Regions from separate parts of the Sus scrofa genome. Here region 1 is linked to region 2. The links are chromatin contacts, called in public targeted proximity ligation maps. All regions are on one chromosome and are shown on one strand. The core of a region is the stretch at or near the end of the contact, and the rest is flanking DNA. Distances in the headings are between cores, read along the strand shown.

What was found.
Region 1: a targeted proximity ligation map of skeletal muscle shows a contact between it and region 2. A contact is called at or near these places in 3 of 5 promoter capture datasets (fetal liver, fetal skeletal muscle and liver), 24 of 47 Hi-C or Micro-C datasets (adipose tissue, alveolar macrophages, brain and 15 more) and 1 of 2 datasets of targeted methods (skeletal muscle).

Annotation. Positions count from the first base shown.
Region 1 is chr5:67,055,709-67,060,279 of Sscrofa11.1, forward strand. It overlaps a transcript of TSPAN9 not described here. Among named protein-coding and RNA genes, the nearest start is that of TSPAN9, 63 kb to the left of the region's middle.
Region 2 is chr5:66,923,839-66,928,205 of Sscrofa11.1, forward strand. All of the region lies in intron 1 of TSPAN9 (tetraspanin 9), which reads right to left. Among named protein-coding and RNA genes, the nearest start is that of TSPAN9, 69 kb to the right of the region's middle.

The DNA.
Region 1 (4,571 bases), core at 1,778-4,277, 130 kb after region 2:
GGGGGTGTGTCTCCGGGCAGAACCTACCAGGTGTGACGTCGGGTGGGGGTGGGAGGCAGGGGGCAGAGCTCTGGACAGCAAAGAGTCAGGACAGTGACTCAAGCTCCAGGCAGATTCTCCGGTTCTCCCGAGAGGAAGAGTGAGGGCCTGGGCTGACCCTTTCTCCTATCAGCACTGCACCCAGCTCCGCAGTTCTGACAGAGCTGACTACCCATAGCCGGCCCTGCGCCCGCACCCAGAGAGGGTGTGGATGAGGGTGAAGGACCAGGACCTCAGGAAGGCTCAGGCTGCAGATGGAAAAAGACAAGGAGGAGCCCAGGAGCCATCCCCACTGTGGCCCTGAGTTTGGCAGGTGCTGTACTGAGGAGGGTCCAACTGGAAAGAGGGTCCCAGCAAGGCCCCCCAGCTTCAGATGAGCCCAGAGCAACACTGATGGCTCAAAGGTCAAGGGGAAGTCGGTTCCAGCACAAGAGCACCGCCACCTGGCCCATGCCTTTGTGGCATGACGGCTGATGGAAGGTTCTGGCAGCTCCACAGCACAAAGGGTCCCAGACCAACTCTCCCCCACCCTACCTCCACTGGGGCAGGGTGGGGTGGCCAAGTAGCCAGCTCCCCATCTCAATGGCACTCTCCCGCCCCCAGTGCCCGTTCCCTACGGCTGGGCTCCCAGGGCACTCACACACTCCCCTCTTAGAGACGTGCTAGCTGGGACTGCAAGGTAACAGGACTGGATTTCTGGCCATCAGCCCAACCCTGAGACGGAGCAAGCGCTTTTCCCAGTCAGCCTAAGGGAGGCAACACAATGTGAGCCCAAACCAAAAAGCCCCCAGGCTGGGAGTCTAGTGAGCAGGGTCGGCAACCTGTCTGAAGTGCTGGACCCGTCCTTCCCTTCTCTGGGCCTCACCTGTTAAAGGGGACAGCCCCATACCCGACACAGGGCCCCTGGGAAGACCAAGTGAGGCTGTGGGAGATGAGAAGAACCTCATAAATGGGAGTACACACCACTGTCGAGTGCTGTGCAAGGTGCTGAGGGATGTGGGTGTGACTTATACCAGAGCCTCAGAGCCACTGCCTGCCCCAGACCCACACCTCCAGCCGCATGTGTGAGGGGTAGAGCAGTCCCCACTCCAGCAGGGCTTTGTATGGATTACTATTCACGGGGCACATGTCCTCTTCTGTACTGTGTCCCCTCCCCGCCACCACTGCATCTGTCCATATGAGCACAAATGCCACACCAGGGACTCTGCCGGGTGCCACTGGACTTCCTCAGTGACACTGGGTTTCAGCTTCCGGTCCTTCTAAGCCACTAAACTCCAGCCGGGGACTTCCCACTGGTGGGAACACTGTTAAAAGAGTGTGGGTCACACTGAAAAGTCCTCTGGTCACAGGATTGAGAAGTGAGACAGTCACTTCTCCATAATGTTGTGGGAATGTCAGTCGTTAGGCCACCTTGGCTTCATCCCAGCCTTTTCTCACACCCATCTTGGAACCAGTGAGGCCTGGAATTTGGAGTCCCTGTGCCACCCCAGAGCAAAGGGCTTGACCTAAAAACCACATGGAAGAGAAATTGACAAGTTTCCTGCTGCCATCTAGTGGCTGATGTAAATAAGAGCAGGCAACGGGCCAGAAGGCCACCAGCAAGCCTTGGTGACCAGTAGTCAGCCCTGCATGTTGGATCGAAGAGTAGTGACCAGTCATGAGAGGCTAAACAAAGCAGAAAGCAGAGGATGCCAGAAATTGTTAAAGTTAAAAAAAAAAAAAGCTTGCTGGTTGGTTTTCCTCCAGGGATCAAAGAAGAAATATGGTTCACTCATCCATGTGCGAAAGAAAAATGATGCTCCGACTCTGGGGCAAGGCACTGCCCAGGTGCTGAGAAGGAGCATGCAAATAAGATGTCAACCCTGACCACGGGAACCTTCCTGTGTGGCCTCTCCTCCCCTCCTCTGACCCCTGAGCAGCCTCCACTCCGGTCACATACATCTCTGCAGGTCCTGGCTTTACCACGCTTTTCCCCATGCTGTTCCCTCTTCTCCCTGCTATAGACAGACCATCTGCCTGTACAGATGTCGCCGGCTCTTCCACACCACACATTACCCTCCCTGTGCTCCCACGCTGGACTGCGACCACTGGATCATACGTCCACCTTCCCCACCAGATCCAGCCCCAGCTCTCAGTCGGCGGTCACATCCACAGAGCTGTGTGGACAAACCCAATCTCAGAGCCCCAAATGCTTCTCACCTTCCCTCTTGGGAGATGCAGGGGCCCAAATCTTCCACACCAAGCCCCAGGACCACTGTCTCTAGATCTCCTTCCATCCATCCAAAAGGCCCCTCTGTCTGCTGGTCTGACTGTGAGCCTCCTGCTACAGGCAACCCTCCCCCCAGAAGCAGCAACCCTGAGCAGAGGTGCGGAAGCACATCCAGATACTGGGCTGGGTGTTCCCGTCGATGGGTAGAGCACCAGAGAGAACCAGGAGACCCGGGCTCAGCCTCCGCTGGCCCCTCACTGGCTGCATGACACACCGGGCAAGCCTCTTCCTTCCTAGATCCTTAAAAGTTCCCCATCTGTACAATTAAGGATCATCTCTTGGGTCCCTTTCAAGTCAAAAACATCTGTGATGCTAATTCCCACTCATGTGTCAATGACCAGTAACAGCTAGCTAATAGTCTGACTGTTCCCACAGTACTCTCACCCTGAAGGGGAGGCCCTCAACCCATCACCCAGTCATTCATACAGTAAAAACACACTCAACGCCCCAGCGCTGGCAGTAGGATCACTATTTTTAGCACTTGACCTGTTCAGCTCTGCTCTAGCCACTGGGAGAAAGGCCGATGAGGAAGGTCAGGGGCCGATGCTGAGCTGACACAGGCAAAGCTGAGGAAGGGAAGCATTCCCTGAGCCTGACACCTGGCAGGGCCCACGAGTCGCCCCTCACACTGCACCTTCCGCACGCCTGTCTCAGTAGTAACCCCTTGCAACAAGCTAGGAGTTGACTCTGGGTTTTGTGTTTGTTTTTCTTCTGGCCACACCTCAGCATGTGGAAATTCCTGAGCCAAGGGTCAAGCCCGCCCCACAGCAGTGACCAGTGCCATAGCAGAGACAATGCCAGATCCTTAACCCACTAAGCCACCAGGAAACTCCTTGATTCTGTTTTATAATTGAGGAAACAGAGACCCAGGGAGACTCAGGGACACAGGCACTGGGTATTGAGCCAGGACTGGGCCCAGGCAGCTGTCTGGCTCTTACTCTGTGTGACAATGGCCGACATAAATGGCAGGCCCCTCTCCTACCCTTGGTCTATCCATTTTTGTGGTATTGGCCTCCCCAGATCCTCCCCCCAGCCTCATCGGAGATTTCCTTCTTGGGAGTTCCCATTGTGGCACAGCAGAAATGAATCTGACTAGGAACTATGAGGTTTCGGGTTCAATCCCTGGCCTCGCTCAGTGGGTTAAGGATCCGGCATTGCCGTGAGCTGTGGTGTAGGTCACAGAGGCAGCTCAGATCCTGCATTGCTCTGGCTATAGTGTAGGCCGGCAGCTATAGCCCCAATTGGACCCCTAGCCTGGGAACCTACATATGCCTCGGTTTCGGCCCTAAAAAGCAAAAAAAAAAAAAAAAAAAAATCTTTCCTTCTTGATTACCCTCATTCAATCTCGCCTCCAGCTGCTGCCAGCTTTTAAGAAGCATCATTCTGGAGCACATACCTATTTTGTTTGATAAACTCAGCCTGATGGTGGCATTTATTTTCGAGCTGCCCTTAAATCAGAAAAATGAATGCACTGGAAAGGATCCAGAATCCACACCAAGTTTTACCTGTGGTTGCCCCTGGGAAGGGCATTGGGTCAGGGGAGGGGTGTGGAGACAGGGTCCCTCAGATTTTGCTCTACTATTTTTACGTTATTTTGTCTTTTGCGGCAACCAAATTTTCCTGTAATAATCAAGTCATCACTTTAAAGCAAACACTCTACACAAACAGACCACTGGCAGACAATCACACCCTGCACTTGCAAGAAAAGTGCCCGGTGAGGCAGACCCAGGCTCACAAGACAGGGCCCTGACGTAGGAAACGCACCCAGTCCTTTTCCAGGATGGGTGGGGTCTCCTGCTCAGAGGCAGATGCTGGAGTGGTTTCTGGAGCACAAACTCTCTGCCCCCCAAAATACCTCCTCCATCTGCTCATTCATGCCTGAAATTCCATCACTGAGGGGCAGTCTTTGATTCCTTGGTCAGAAATAGGCCTGAAACTGTAAACCCACCCCGGAGATGCAAAACGGCGCCTTCAAGTCACACTTGGTGTGAACCTGGTGACTGGTCTTGAGGAAGCAAGGCTCTTACAAGGCTCTGGGAATAGTCCCGGGGACAAGATGGGGACACGCAGGCTGGAGGCAGTCACGACCCAGAGGATCAGTAACTGCCCAGAGGTGATAAGGCGCTCTGTGCCAGCCTGCAGGGAGGCATCTGTCCTCGCCCTGACGAGGCTGAAACAACTGTGACCACCTGGGAGGAAGGATCAGAATCTGAGGGACCCCAGGAGCGGGAGCTAAGGATGGTGCCGTCTGGAGGAGACCGGG
Region 2 (4,367 bases), core at 358-2,857:
GACCGGCTTCCCCGGCAGCCAGCTCCCGCTGGGAGGGGGCCTATGTGGGGCTCTGGGAGGGGGCTCCTGAGGGAGGGGCCTCGATGTGGGGAACCACCACGGCTCAGAACTCCAGGAGCCAGTCTTCTCTCTGACTCCACACCCTGTCCTCTGACATGGTGCTGGCTCCTTGAAGCCATCCCAGGAGGGAGGAGCTGGTACCGATCCCCACATCTGCATCCTTCTCACTTCCTGTCTGAGGTCACCCTGCCCCCGGGAAAGTCTCAGGTAAGGCCTGCTGCCTACCAGGGTGCAGCTCCCACCAGCAGCCTGGACCCAAGTCCAGCACCTTCTTCACAAAACCACAGGGCCATCCCCTGCCCCACAAAACCACTTGCGGAGTGAATGAAGCCCAGCAGGCCGTGAGGGGCCCTGCTCGCCCCATATCTTCAGGCCTCCCGCTGAGAGAGATGGACCCTTGGCTCCCACCTCTGACCCAGAACCAGGCCCTCAGGCCCTAAGTTGACAGACTGGGATGCAGAGGGCACTGATAGCCATCACACCACCAGGCTGGGCCCAGGACCCGGCCTGCTGGGTTTGGGGCAGAGACGGGCATCATCACATGCCCAGGAGTCCCTGAGTGCTCGCTAAGCCACCGACAGGTGAGGTGCCAGGCCCACCCCCTCAACATCGCTCCTGGTTCGGGCCACGCCCCCCAACCTGTCTCTGGCCTGTTGAGCCCAGCCTGCACAGGGCTGCCAAAATTCCTTTCCCGAAAATGCCTCCTTCATTCCGCTGCTCCCCTGTGTGATCCTAAGATTCTTTACCTCTCTGAGGCCCAATTCCCTTTAAAGTGTGGCATATGGACTAGAGAATTTCTCGGGTCCCTTCTAGTACCGGCTCAGCCAAGCCTGAGACACGCTATTCTCAGCCCCAGCCCAGTGGTTCCCACCAGGGCAACCTTAATCCCAGGGGACAGCTGGCAACGTCTAAAGACATTTCTGTTGACACAACCTGGGGAGGGGGTGCTCCTGGCATCCTGGGTGGGGGCCAGGGATGCTGCCAGACATCCGACCAGGCACAGGCCCTGCCCCATGACAAAGAACCACCTGGCCCCAAATGCCAAGAGAGAGACCCAGCCCCCTGCCAGGTGTCCAGCCTGCAGCTCTGGACTCCCTGAGAAGACAGCTACCAGAGAAACAATCTGGTGTGATCCTCTGGGGGTGGGGCAGCGTCCTGGTGGGGGGGCGATGACACAGCATGCTGGCTCTGAGAGGGATGTCATGGGATCCCAGGGGATGACAGAGGAAAGTTCTGGTGAGGGCGGGGCCAGGGTGGTTAGGAGGCTGATTCCGGGGGTGTGGCAATGGGGCTGGAGGGAGGAGCTGAGCGCAGAAGGGGTTTGCTCGGCAGGAGGGCAAGGGGACAAGAAGCCAAGCTCTGAGGCCAGAGCAGGGGCCGGGAGGAGGAGGCGGGGTAGGAGGGGAAGGGGTAGGGGGAGCTGCCCCACAGGAGGGTGCCAAGCCCAGGAAGCAGGTAGCCCACAATGGCACAGTCCGAGCTCAGCGCTGGAGAGCTCAGCTGGTGACCTTCGGGGAAATTCCCTTCCAAAAGCAGAAGACTGTCTCAGCCTAGGCCAGCTAGATTCAAGCCCAAGGCAGGAAGAACCTCTGGGGCGAGGCAAGGTGACTCAGGGGACCAGGACCCAGTCAACTGACCAGCCCAAGGGCACGGCCACCCTACTGCAGTCCAGGCCTGGCCACTGCCCCTCTCCAAACGGGTCACTGCCCCAGGGGCCATCCTGACCACCAAGCCTCTGCCCTCGCCCCTCCTCCCGCCAGGGGCACTTCTAAGCATTTTCCACTCGGGCTCCAAATGAATCCACATCCAAACACAAGCAAACCTTTCATCTGCCCCTGCCTTGCTCTCTAAGGGGTCAGGATGTGGGTCTGCCTTGTCCATTCCTAAATCGCCAGAGCCTAGAACAGCACCCGCCCTTGGCTGTGCCCATGGGTGTCCCTCCTCCAGGCTTTCCCTGCAGAAGAGAGAAGGCACAGGCCCCTGCGGAGTCTCAGCACCTTCCTCATCACCCTGGGCCCATCCAGCGGATGCGCTGCAGGCGGACTGAGGCCAGCAAGCCAGGACCTCATTTATCAGGTCTGCTGTAATTAGCCAATGTCCCCATGGCAGTTTCTCTGTCCTCAGTTGGAACAATATTTATTTGTAGTTTTAAGACATGTTTCTGCCATACGTCCTCATGTATTTTCCATGCGGCATCCCAGGTCTCTGGGGGTGGAGCCATAACCTCCCCTGAACCAGCTTCCTTCATGAGCATCCACCTCACTTGCTCAGAGCTCAGGGACAGCCCCTGCCTCTGTCCCCTCACAGCTGCCACCATCTCCCTCATGTGAACTGGGGGAACCCCTCTCCAAGGCTGGACCCAAAGCAGCACATCCCCGCCCAGCCCTCTAGAACACCAGTGCTCCCTGGCCAGGTTCACATCTCAGCCATTTCTCTCCCACTGTAAGGCCCAGAACACGCCTGAATACCACATAAATATTTTTTTCCATGGATGAATGGATGGATGGAGAGATGGTCGGATGGATGAATGGATGATCGATTGGATGGATGGATGGTTAGATGACTGGATGGATGGATGGATGGGATGGATGATGAATGGACAGATGGGAGAGCCTGGGAACAGGACCAGACCCAGATACACAAACCCACCTGAAAAATAAGACCCCTGTATACCCCCTTCCTCACCCCTAGAACCACCAGCACCAAGTTACCCCCAGCTCACCCCCAGCCCCTCATTCGCCTATACAAGTTGCCTACAGTAGTACCCGCCCCAGCCCCTCAGAGCTCAGCACATCCTCTGGCTCTTTTTATCCCTGCTGCTCTGTGTCCCTGCAGGGCCCCCAAGCCAGCCCCTCCCTGCCCATGCCCTTTTTGCTTTATAGGAGCCCTTTAGACACCAAACATGGCCTCAGCACTCCCTGCTCTAAAAGCCAGGGCCAAGTGCAATGGCATTTAATAAATTAGTGAATGTAGGGAATAAAAAAGAGAACCCAAAGGACTTAAATTTCACAGCCAAGTTGCTGGCTGGTAATGATCCTGCCCAGCCCTGGGAGAGGCCAGACGCCAGGAACTTCATCACGGGGAGAAGGAGCAACACGTCAGCACCAGGAATGGGGTGGCTACTTTCCGCGGCCCTCCAAGGGGCCCTGCAGCTCATTCATTGTCATGGCCATAATGGGAGGCAGAGGCTGTCTGACAGCACTTCCAACTCCACACAGAAGGGACAAAGGCACAGGGAAACCTTCACCAAAGCCACACAGCAAACAGGAGGGTCAGGACATGGAAGGGGTGGGGCCCTAGTGAGAAGGTTTCTCTGTGCCTAGACGGGCCCCAGGGGTCCAGCCTCTGCTTGAGGTCCCCACCTCCAGGATCCCAGTACTCACCAGGCAATAACACACTCTATTCCTTTTTGCACAACTCTGGTCAAAAATCCTTCCTTATTAACTCAAGACTCCTCTTCCCTGCAGCTAACAGGAAGCCCACCAAAAAAAGCCCACCAAAGACAAGTGTGAAAGGACTTTACTTGAAGGCCTGTATCTAACACCTTTTCCCAACCTTCTCCTGGCCCATAAGTGGGCTTTTAGCGCTTTACCTCAATCACCTGACACAACTGAAAGTTAAGTTCCAGATCTGGAGGGACCAGCACGGAGAACAAGATACCACTCTCCCCTCCAGCACTTTGAGCTCTATACCTCTAATAATCCAGCCTAAGCTGCCCCTGCCTTGGCTGGCAATGACAGCACAGTCCTGGTTCACACTGAGCTTATGCATGATTCAAAGCCAAACAGTATGATGCCTCGGCCATTCTTTTTTTGACCCCACACTTTCTCTCAAAGCCTCCAATTTCTTCACAACTTCACAGCCCCCCATAGCACCAGCTTGCAGAGGTGACAGAGAGATCACACCCATATTTCTGAGCCAAATTTTCCTCCAAATAAACATGACATAAAGCATTTGCATATCTAAAACCCAGTTACATTTTGATTATTGCAGAATGAGGTTATTTTCTATCAAGATAGTTCTAGGGGAGAGCGATTCAACGTGGCCAATCTTCAGGGATGCTGTGTTTGGGAGCTGGGAATCTCTGAGGTCAATAATGCTCTTAAATTACACGTTCCCAGAGCCCAGTTCTCTCCAGCGAACTCTGCAGGGATCCTGGGAGCTCGGGACCCTCCCCCTATTCACTGGAACACTCTAGCCATTGAGAGAGGGTCCTGTTACAGTACCTCTTACTGTCTAAGACTCTAAAAAGTGCTGGGGAAACAAGAGCTGTGATGGGGGAGACCCTGAGGACAGGGCTCCCTCCC